Regions from separate parts of the Mus musculus genome. Here region 1 is linked to region 2. Evidence: chromatin contacts called from public promoter capture Hi-C data. All regions are on one chromosome and are shown on one strand. Each heading gives the region's core, a stretch centred on a gene start, on an enhancer-like site or on the middle of the called end of the contact. The rest is flanking DNA. Distances are from core to core; before and after follow the strand shown.

Region 1 (4,855 bases), core at 37-2,536, 540 kb after region 2:
TTCTGCACAAAATAAAGTAAAGATGGCATTTGTTATACTAACCTCACTAGAGTCAGACTAGTGGAAGTTAAAAATCCCCGGTGACGTGTAGACTTATTTGCTTTGGGTTGGTAGCATCTGAAATATAATGATCGGTACCACGATCTCTTTTAAAAATGTCTCATAAACTGAGATGTGTGGGCTGCTGGGTTGGTTTAGTTTCCTCCTTATTGTTAATGGTAGCTTTTTTCCCTGTAAATAAACTTAGTTAGACTTAATGATCCTTATTGCCTTTTAATTTCGTGCAGAGAATATGTCATAATAAATAAAAGTGATATAGAATGCTTATAATTAGACAATAGTCAAAAATCCTCAATACTGTGGATAAGACTTAACATGTGCGATTTATAATGGGTAACAATTGAAAACCTCTAGAAAACAACCAGGCCGGTTCAGTTATATTTTTGCTTAAAAGGCTATTGTGTGTTGGCCCCTTTTCCCATGGTGAAGCTTAAGGTGGATAACATGCCATGATTTCAACACTGAACTCCACAGTAGAGAGAAGTAGCAGGAGGGAATGCACAGACTTCTTTCCCAAAACCCACTGCCTAACTTAAACGCCTTTTGATTGGCTTCTCATTTTCGTTCTCAACAAAAATGATTGGAAACAAGCTGCCTTAAACCCTTCACTTTAGCTGTTAACAGAGCCAATCAGAAAAAAAGACCGGTTTTGAACCTACCCAGTAAATAGGTTCAAACGTTTAAAGACATGGCTCTCAGTTGCCCTTTGCTAAAGAGATGCCTTCTTCAGTTCCTCGAGAAGAGGTTATTGGTTTTGCTTCCTGAAGCACCAAATGAATTTTAAACTGCTTTGTAATAATTAACATGTTCCAGAAAGAATCCCAGTGCTATGTTTTGATTCATTATCCCAAGAGCTACAGATGCTGTGGCGGAAGCTGCGTTCAGCTCAAGGAAAACACTTCTCAGGAAGGAGTTTTGGGGTGCTGGCCTCTGTTTTTGCTATATATTATGTAAAAAAAAGTGCTTGGAATCAACTGGAAATAATCCTACATTTAAACAAGACTCTCGTGTCAATTTTCCCCTCCCAATCATATTAAGAAGTCAGTAAAATATGAATTACATAAAACCAAGGGATTCATGTAGCCCTCACCTGTTACATAAGAAGCAGAACATTATGTAATGTGCCTTTTCTTACTAATTCTTCAAATTCTGAATGCTTTGTGTGACACCAAAGAACACTGAATAATGGTGTTTAAATATTTTTAACTGTTTGAATATGCACAGGGCATCTACACTAATATTGCAAGTAGTTTGGTGACATCTAGTGGCAATAAATGGTGACTTGCAGCCAGAAATGTTCAGATACCACAGCAAAGGAGGCTGCTGGAACCATGAGAATATAGGCAAGCAAAGAAGAGATTTCTTGCCTTCTTGAAAAATTACTTCACACTTATGGCAACTACTATAAAAATGTTGATTGTATAATGCAGAATCTTCATAAAGCATTTAGAATGAACACACATGCACACACACACACATACGAAAACTGTAACACTTCCACCTACAAGAAACGACCATTCATATTAAACATTTTCTCTTCCTCACTTTGTATGTTTTGATGATCTTTCCCACTAAGTATGGAAATTCCCAGTATATAACCTTATAGCCTGGTTTGTAACCATACAGCTGTTTTTGCATGCCGCTTGTGTAACAATGAGAGCTCTGAGAGGACTTGCACTTCACGGCTGGATGCCATACATCGACACGTCCATGGCTTCTGTGTGACAACCCAGGACGGAGCAAGAGCACAGTTGCAGAGAGGGTCTTTCACTGCAGCAGTTTTTAAAGTACTACGTTGTTCAGACACATGACAAATGTGTGCTTTGCATTTATTGCTGTGTTAGTGGAGCCTAAAGACATGAGAAATGATGGGCCTAGACCTTACCACAGACTCAAGCATTCTAAGAAGGAAGAAGGAAGTGTATTTTAAATCACAGAGCTATGAGCAGTGTAAAGCATCTTACACTGGGTGTAGTTAGAATTTCTAGTAAAAGGAGGAGCAGTCGATCCTTAAATGAGAGATAACAGCTGGGTGGGAGTTGAGAGTAAGCAAGAACCAAAGGTACGCTGGGCATGGTGGTGCACACCTTTAATCCCAGCACCCGGAAGGCAGAGGCAGGCGGATTTCTGAGTTCGAGGCCAGCCTGGTCTACAAAGTGAGTTCCAAGACAGCCAGGGCTACACAGAGAAACCCTGTCTCGAAACAGACAAAAAAAAAAAAAAAAAACCACGAAGGTACTTTGCTAGAAGCAAGCCTGAGCAAAGTCAAGAATGGACTGGCATGATGTGGGCTGGTATCCCCCAGGGAAAGCCACAGCAATGGCCCATGTGACTGGAAGAGGAACAGAAGTAGATGGTGGAGGCTTACCAGCATAGTTAGAATATGCACTGAACATTCCTTTTTAAGGACTGCAACGTGATTACGTTAGCATCCTATAAAGTCGTGCTGAGGAAGTATAGCGCACAAATAACAGAGACCAGCTAGTGGGCTGCCACAGCATTCAAAGAATGAGGATGAGGCCCGAACCCCTAAATACTAAAGTTAGACAGAAAGCCGGAGATCCACAAGCTAAGAGAAGACAGACTAAAAGACTCAAATGTGCTGGTCAGCAGAAAGGGCGTGCCAAGGGGCATGTGGGCCTAGGCTGACTATGACTAGAGGGAAATCAGACAATGATTAACTTTGGAGAAATGTATATGAATTTTAAACTGCACACTGACAATGTGGTTCAATGTTAACCCAGCTTTAGTGCTCTTATTAACATATAAATGTGTGTGTGTATGTGTGTGTGTGTGTGTGTGTGTGTGTGTGTGTGTGTGTGTGTATACATGCATACATATATGGTCAAGTTATTAGGGACTTTCTTTAGCAGATGGGTCAAAATTAGTACATCTTCACCACCCCAATGCCAAAGAATGCTGGTACTGTGGGTAGGATGGTTAACATCTCTAATTGGCCCCTGTACAATACCAGGACTTAGGGGGTAAAAGGAGTGCTCAAAGGGTTAGAGACATAATCAAAGAGACTCAAAGGAAAACTAATTTTAGCTGTCACTGAGGTTTGTCTGTATCGTGTCATTAAGAAGACTAAATGACCTGCTGAACTGTGATACTGAGAATGCATTGCTACTGTGGAGAACGGCAAGATGATAGACTCAAGCTGTCTGATGACTCTGTGCCTGTGCCTACATACATACAAAGTGCAGGGGAGAGCTTAGAGGGGCCTGGATCCCCTGAGCAGTGATCCTATGTGCTGTCAGCATCAGCATGCACCGCCCTTGGCATGTGCTACAGCTGCCACTGACAGCGAGCTCAGCTAGGGATGACTGCTTTACAGACATTATTATCTCATTGGAATTCTCCCGAAAAGTCTCTGAGTTTGACCCTTTGATGCTTATGCAAGTTTACATCATTTACCCAGAGCCACTCAACCCATCGGCAGAGAAGCTTAGATTCAAACCGTGCTCTCCAACTCTAAACCTCTTTCTCTCACCATGGCCCTCCCTCACTTTGGCTCTGTTCATTTTTTTTTAACATACCAGGTTCTGTTTTGTTGTTGTTTAATACTTTGCAATGAACCGTGCATGCCTCTAGCTAAGTTATTAATATCAACATAGCTTTTTCTTCATTCTTCAGGCTTGTGGTTCCACAATTGACTTTGTAGTATCTCTTGTTTTGCTTCAGAGCAGATAGAGCTGGTATGTGAGAGACAGGTGGCAGCCAGTTGCTATGGCAATTGCCTGTCATTAATGATAAAGGGTAATTACTGCAGCAAATTTCTGTTTAGCTTGAAAATCTGACTTGCCCCCTCCCCACAGGGGGCACAACCCTTTATCCCCTCTCTACTCACAATGGTCTATCATGTGCCTGGACCACTTAGCATCTCTGCTAAGAGCTAGTGAAGCCTGACTTCTTAAAAACAGAAGAAAGACTAGATGAGTCACGTCTGAAAACAGCTCAGAAAGATTCACATTTCCCACATTTATTGACTGTCTAAACGTGCTTTCCCTTAATTAAAATTTGCCAAAAATACTACAACCCCACACCTTACCCATCCATAGACCAAGTTCAATGATTTTTTGAATGACAACAAGGCTTAATTACTAGACGGTCACAATATAAGAACAAATGACGTTTTCTAACTGACTTACAGAGCTATATTTAATGTTATATCATATATTTAGTGTTATAAGTTTTCCCCAACTCAGCTAGCAGCCCTTCACATTTAGTGTGCCAGAGGCACTGTGAGTGGAGGCTTTCTGTAGGAGTTCAAAATGGGAAAATTTTACCCATGTTAGGTTAGAGACTATGATAAATAAATATTGTCAGAAAATAAATGGCAAAATGAAAACCCAGAAACTGCAAAACAGAATAAAATTAAACACCTGTGTTGTTCCTCGTCTCCTTCCACCCCTGGCATCCAAATATGTCTCCTTCAGCTTCTTCTCAACCATAGTTCATAATCACTTTGCATGCCAGTGAGGAATCCCCAGGCCCTGTTCTCACAAACAAGTAATGGCAGTCCTATTACATAATTATCTTTTTCTTTTTCAAGTCCTCTCTTACATTTGATATCCAAGATATGGAGAAATGGGTGAGATTTGAATCAGAGATAATGTACTGTTCTAAGAACATAGAGTGTGTGCTTTTCCTGGAGACCAGTGTGTCAACACATCTAAAATTCTATTCCCTGAGCTGGGCTTGCTAATCAAGGCTGTGTGTTGCTCTAAGTTTTTGCACGTGGCCATGGAGTACTAAAATGGAGGACATTTAAGAGACTTGGGGTTGTGTAACA
Region 2 (4,720 bases), core at 955-3,454:
GCTTTGCCCTGCATGTCCTCTTGCTTGCACTTCTCCTGGGTACTGATAACACTCCCAGGCAGCAACCCAGAGTCAACTGTAAAATTCACTGTATCCAAACCCCAACCCAAACCTCTTGAATCATATTCCCCACTCAAAACCTCAAGGACAGACCAGAAACACAGAAACACACAGAGTTTAAGCAGGTCAAAACAAAGTTTGTATTAACTTAGCCCTTTTGGGATATTCTAACACTACACCATCTTCTTTAGAACTTACAGTTAGATTGTTGTTATAGTACCGAAGGGACTTTCTGAATAATTTCATTACATGTGTTGTGTATGCCTGTGTGGCAGTGCTTTTTAATTAATTAATCCATATCATAACAGAAATATTTGAAGGCTATACAGTGAGGCAGTCAGAGCCTAGAATACTTGCATAATTCACCATCCTGGGGGAGGGGGCGGCTGGATTCAGTACTTCAAGGGAACTACAAAGAGTTCAATTATATAACGAAAAAATATCACTCCCTTTAATTAACAAAACTTCAAGGCACTCACTGTTACTTGAGTCTGACCTCTAGAATTTTCACTTCCTGCATTAGTGGGTGCTTCCCCAGAGCAACTCCCTAGACCTCTGTACTCAGCACCACTATTTACACCGCTCAAAAAGCGTAAGACACGTTGTTCCAAACAGTTTAAGAAAATCCGCTCTTGACTGTTCATTAAAGGGTGAGAACTAGCCAGTCAGCCCTCCAGAGTTGAAAGTCAGCACCTTTAGCTAACTCCTCTATCTCTCTCTCCTCCCCCAGAACCCTGGCAGTCCATACTGTGAAGGAGTGGCACCAAGGGCCCTTCCCCCTTACATGAAGCATCCTTCTGGATGGCTGTGGAGATAACCTAACTTCAAAAGTGCACTGGAAACAATGATGGGTGGCCTAGCCCAGCTTTATGGGCCTCTCCCCAGCCAGTCTTTGATGACCACTATCCAAAGTCCCATAGCCTCAAACTTAAGAGCAAAGCCAGCACTGGATGTTCTTGGAACCACAGACCTTCTCACTACTCCAGTCTCCCAAGATCAGTGCATGGAAATTTAAGCCAAAAAACGCTGTAAATTTCAGGTTTTATTGTTGGAAAATGTTTCTAAGCTCGCACAGTGGTAGTACTAAATCCAGGGCGGACTTGGGTAGTGGTACCAACTCCTCGGTTGTTTTCACAGCTGGCTTAATCAATCACCCTTTCTTAAAAGCACTATTGGCAGGTGAGAAATTCCTGGCGTCCAGGTCACACCCGGAACTCCTCAGCATCAATTAGAGCTGAAAGAGGATGTAGTGGAAGGGAGTGGGGCTGAAAAAGCTCTGGGCTGTCCCAAGGGATCTCTGGCGCTGGAAAGCGGATCTGGTACCAGGTAGGCTCTGGTCCAGGGAAAAAGAGTCAGGACAGCCAGGAAACCTCAAGAATACGCCGGAGCGCGAGGAGAAAAGTGCAAGATTCCTTGAACTGTCATCGCAAGAAGGGAGGTAAAGGAGGTGAGAAGGCAGGCGTGCCAGAGAAGGAGCAGGAGGTCAGCCCCCAGGAAGACTGCGCGGCAGGCAGAGCAGTGCCTGGGGCTAGGGCATGCAGTCCGGCCACAGCCAGGCTGTACGGCGCAGGCGAGGTCGGCTGCAAAGTTGGTGGACCCGGGGCACCTTACCTTCTGGTCCACGATGGAACAAGCCATCTCCCGGACATGCGCCAGGCTGTAGTCGCCAGAGGAGTCCTGCAGGAGCAGCACCGGCTCGCGGCTCAGGCCGATCTGCAGATGGAACGAGATGCCCCCCGCCGGGGCGGCCCCAGGCGCCGGGAAGGGCGCGGGCCCGGAGCCTGGGACCAGCGCAGCGGCGGCAGCAGCCACGGCGGCCGCGGCGGGCAGGAGCGGGCTAGGCGGTCGCAGCAGCGGAGGGACGCTCATCGCGCCAGTGAGCCCCAAAGTTTGGCGGACGTGGGGCGCGGCGCCGCTGCCTGCGGCGGCGGAGAAGAACCACCAAACTTTCCGGGAAAGTCCGCGCGCGGGGACAGGGCGCGCGACCGGAGCTGGTGAGGGCGGGAGCCGCGAAGATGGCCGAGCGGAGCCGGGGCCGGCGGGCGGGCAGGCGAGCAGGCGGGCGCGCGGCAGCGCGGGGGAGGCGCCCAGCTACTGCGGCCGCGGCGCGCTCCGCTCCGGGGACCACGGCGGGTCCGCGCGACCGGCGCCGGCGGGGCGGGGCGGGGCGAGGGCGGCGCCGCGGAGCCGACGAGGGGAACCGGAGCCCGACGGGGAGCCGCCCCCTGCGCGCAGCAGCCGCCCCAGCCCACTCGGCGGACTCTAAAGCCGCGGACCCGCCCATTCAGGGCAGTCCTGACCACCCCCTTCCAAGCGCCCGCACAGGAGTGGACCGGGAAACGCCAGCCTGGTAGAGCCCACCTAACGGGGGACTCCCTCTGGGAGCCCTCGAGTTTGTTAAAGGGCCAGTCAGCTGACCTCTTTAAAACCGTGTCTCTCTTGTAATAGCGGAGTCTGTATCCTTTCCATCAACCCCACCTGCTCCACCCACCGCCTTCTTAAGGGTCTAAATAGGGTTCTTGCTTTCTACTTTGTTTTGTGTTTGGAACTTCTGTGTTTCAGCCTCTTCAAAACTGTCAACCTTAACCTGGCTTTCTAGGAGCAATTCCAGCCCCACACCCACAGCACTAATTTTGATCTGATTATACTGGTGGCTGGGCAAAAAGAGGTGCTTCAGAGACAGTAGAGCCTGACTATATTTCTGTCCTTTCTATCGGGATGGGTTCTTTGCATCTGTAGATGTACAGGGACCCTATTTGGTTTAACAGGCTGCAATGATTGTTATCAGAGGCCTTCTGATAATTCTTAGTAAATTCTGAACAGGCTCCATCTTGGCAGCGCTTCTTCTCACTTTAGTTTCCCCAATGTGTCCTCTTACATGCACAAGCACACAAACCATTTTTGCATATTTTCGTTTGCAGTGTGTTAATTTTGTTTTGTTTTGGTTGGTTTGCTTGTTTGTCTGTTTTTGATTAATGGTTCTCTTCTGGACCAGAACATTGAGATGTGGTTTTCTACAGAGTTGTGTTGTATGTCAGTAATGGAATCTTGAAATTCCCACCTACATATAGTCAATTCACTATTCTAGAAAACTCTCTAAATTAATGGTACAAACGACTATTTGAGTAGACTGGATAGGGGTGTCGTTCCTAAGTTTACAGACTGCTTTAAAGGAACTAGTTTTACCTAAGCCATCTGTGCTTTCTAGCTATCATAGCTCTGAACACAGGACTTCTGTCCCAGAGTCTGCGGGCACTAGCTATCCACTTATGAAGTCAGACTATGTTCTTGCCATAACTGATTACATTGAAAATATAAAAGTAAGACAGTAAATGAAGTTAGTTCTGACAGCAACAATTGCCATAAATAACAGTAACACAGTGGTTAACAGCAGTAACCATGATCAAGAACATGAGGCTCAACACTTTGACCAGTGAAGAAAACAAATCTTTCCTGGGGTGTTTCCATTTGAGCCAAGGACTGGTTGATGGGAAGGACTGGTCTTAAGACAAGCTTAGGTAATGGTCTTCAAGTCATATAGCATGCAAAAGACCCCAAGAGAGGGCTTACTGCACTTGCTTAAGGCACAGAAGAAATGAGGCTGGAGGGCAAATAGGAACCAGTTCTTCAAAGCTGTGCTAAATTGTTTGTGGTTTATTCTCAATGCACCACTGAACCACTGGGAGGATTTCAACAAGCCAGTAGATGTGATTAACATGTTTTGAAGGAACATTCTTTGACTGTTATGCAGGAAGCAAATCGCAAGCGAAAGGAATAAAAGCAGGGGCAGTAGGTTAGGGACCCTAGCTGTTGCCCCTCCCTCTACAGGATCATCATGATGGTAGTGGAGGTGCTGAGAAACAAGAGGCTAGAGTTCTTAATGTGGAGGCAGGATGGAGACCCTGCTGTTTACGCAGATTCTCCAATGGTAGGGAAATAGAAGTGTCACCAAGGACTCTATGGTTTTTTGAGAAATGTGTGTGATTCTCTGCTGCTAATAATTGAGACAGAAAACAGAAAAGAAGCAGGTTGGGGAGAAGGACGATTCATTCTCTAAGCATTTCGTTTGAAATGACACTAAACAGTCAAATGGTAATAACCAGAACAGGAATTATGAGCCCCATATTCAAGGAACAGAAGTGGGTCAAGACTACATTGGAGGTCAATTCAAAGCTAGACAAGGTTTCTCAGAACAACTTCACATACTCATCAATTTTATGAGAGAGAGAGAGAGAAAAACACGGGTGAACCACTTTGGAAGAAAAATCTGTGAATAACTCCTTATGCTGTATCCATGATGTGAAAGATTCTTGTAGGGTGCTGGAAATAGTTGAAAAGGAAGCAAAAGACAGAAACAGACCAAGAAATTGAAATTATTTTAAAGAACCTAAGCCATTACTAGATGAAGAAAAAAAAAAAGGAAGCAACACAAAGACACAACAAAACTTAAAGCAGCTTGAACTCTATAGCCAGCAGAACCTCACACACACACACTCTCTCTCTCTCTCTCTCTCTCTCTCTCTCTCTCTCTCACACACACCCTCTCACACACATACACACACACACTCACACACACACTCACACACACACTCACACACACACTCACACACACTCACACACACACACTCACTCACACACACTCACACTCAAACACACACAC

Evidence for each region. Promoter capture Hi-C pulls out the DNA fragments that hold promoters and counts their contacts.
Region 1: a contact with region 2 is called in a promoter capture Hi-C map of hippocampal neurons, with 4 times the contacts expected there. The contact joins the enhancer-like site here to the promoter of Prkd1 in region 2. A contact is called at or near these places in 7 of 39 promoter capture datasets (cranial neural crest, frontonasal cranial neural crest, hippocampal neurons and 3 more), 3 of 484 Hi-C or Micro-C datasets (cerebral cortex, cortical neurons and embryonic somatosensory cortex) and 1 of 115 datasets of contacts at active chromatin or transcription factors (embryonic forebrain).

Annotation. Positions count from the first base shown.
Region 1 is chr12:51,187,110-51,191,964 of GRCm38.p6, forward strand. No RefSeq gene overlaps it. Among named protein-coding and RNA genes, the nearest start is that of Gm34745, 32 kb to the left of the region's middle. Within about 2 kb of position 1,287, at least 15 of the 459 cell types and tissues checked have an H3K27ac peak or open chromatin away from gene starts, as enhancers often do. A contact at or near this core is called in cortical neurons and hippocampal neurons, where this site is marked.
Region 2 is chr12:50,647,045-50,651,764 of GRCm38.p6, forward strand. Prkd1 (protein kinase D1) reads right to left here and starts at 2,205. Exons shown (of 19, transcript NM_008858.4): 1 at 1,672-2,205. The coding sequence starts at 1,929.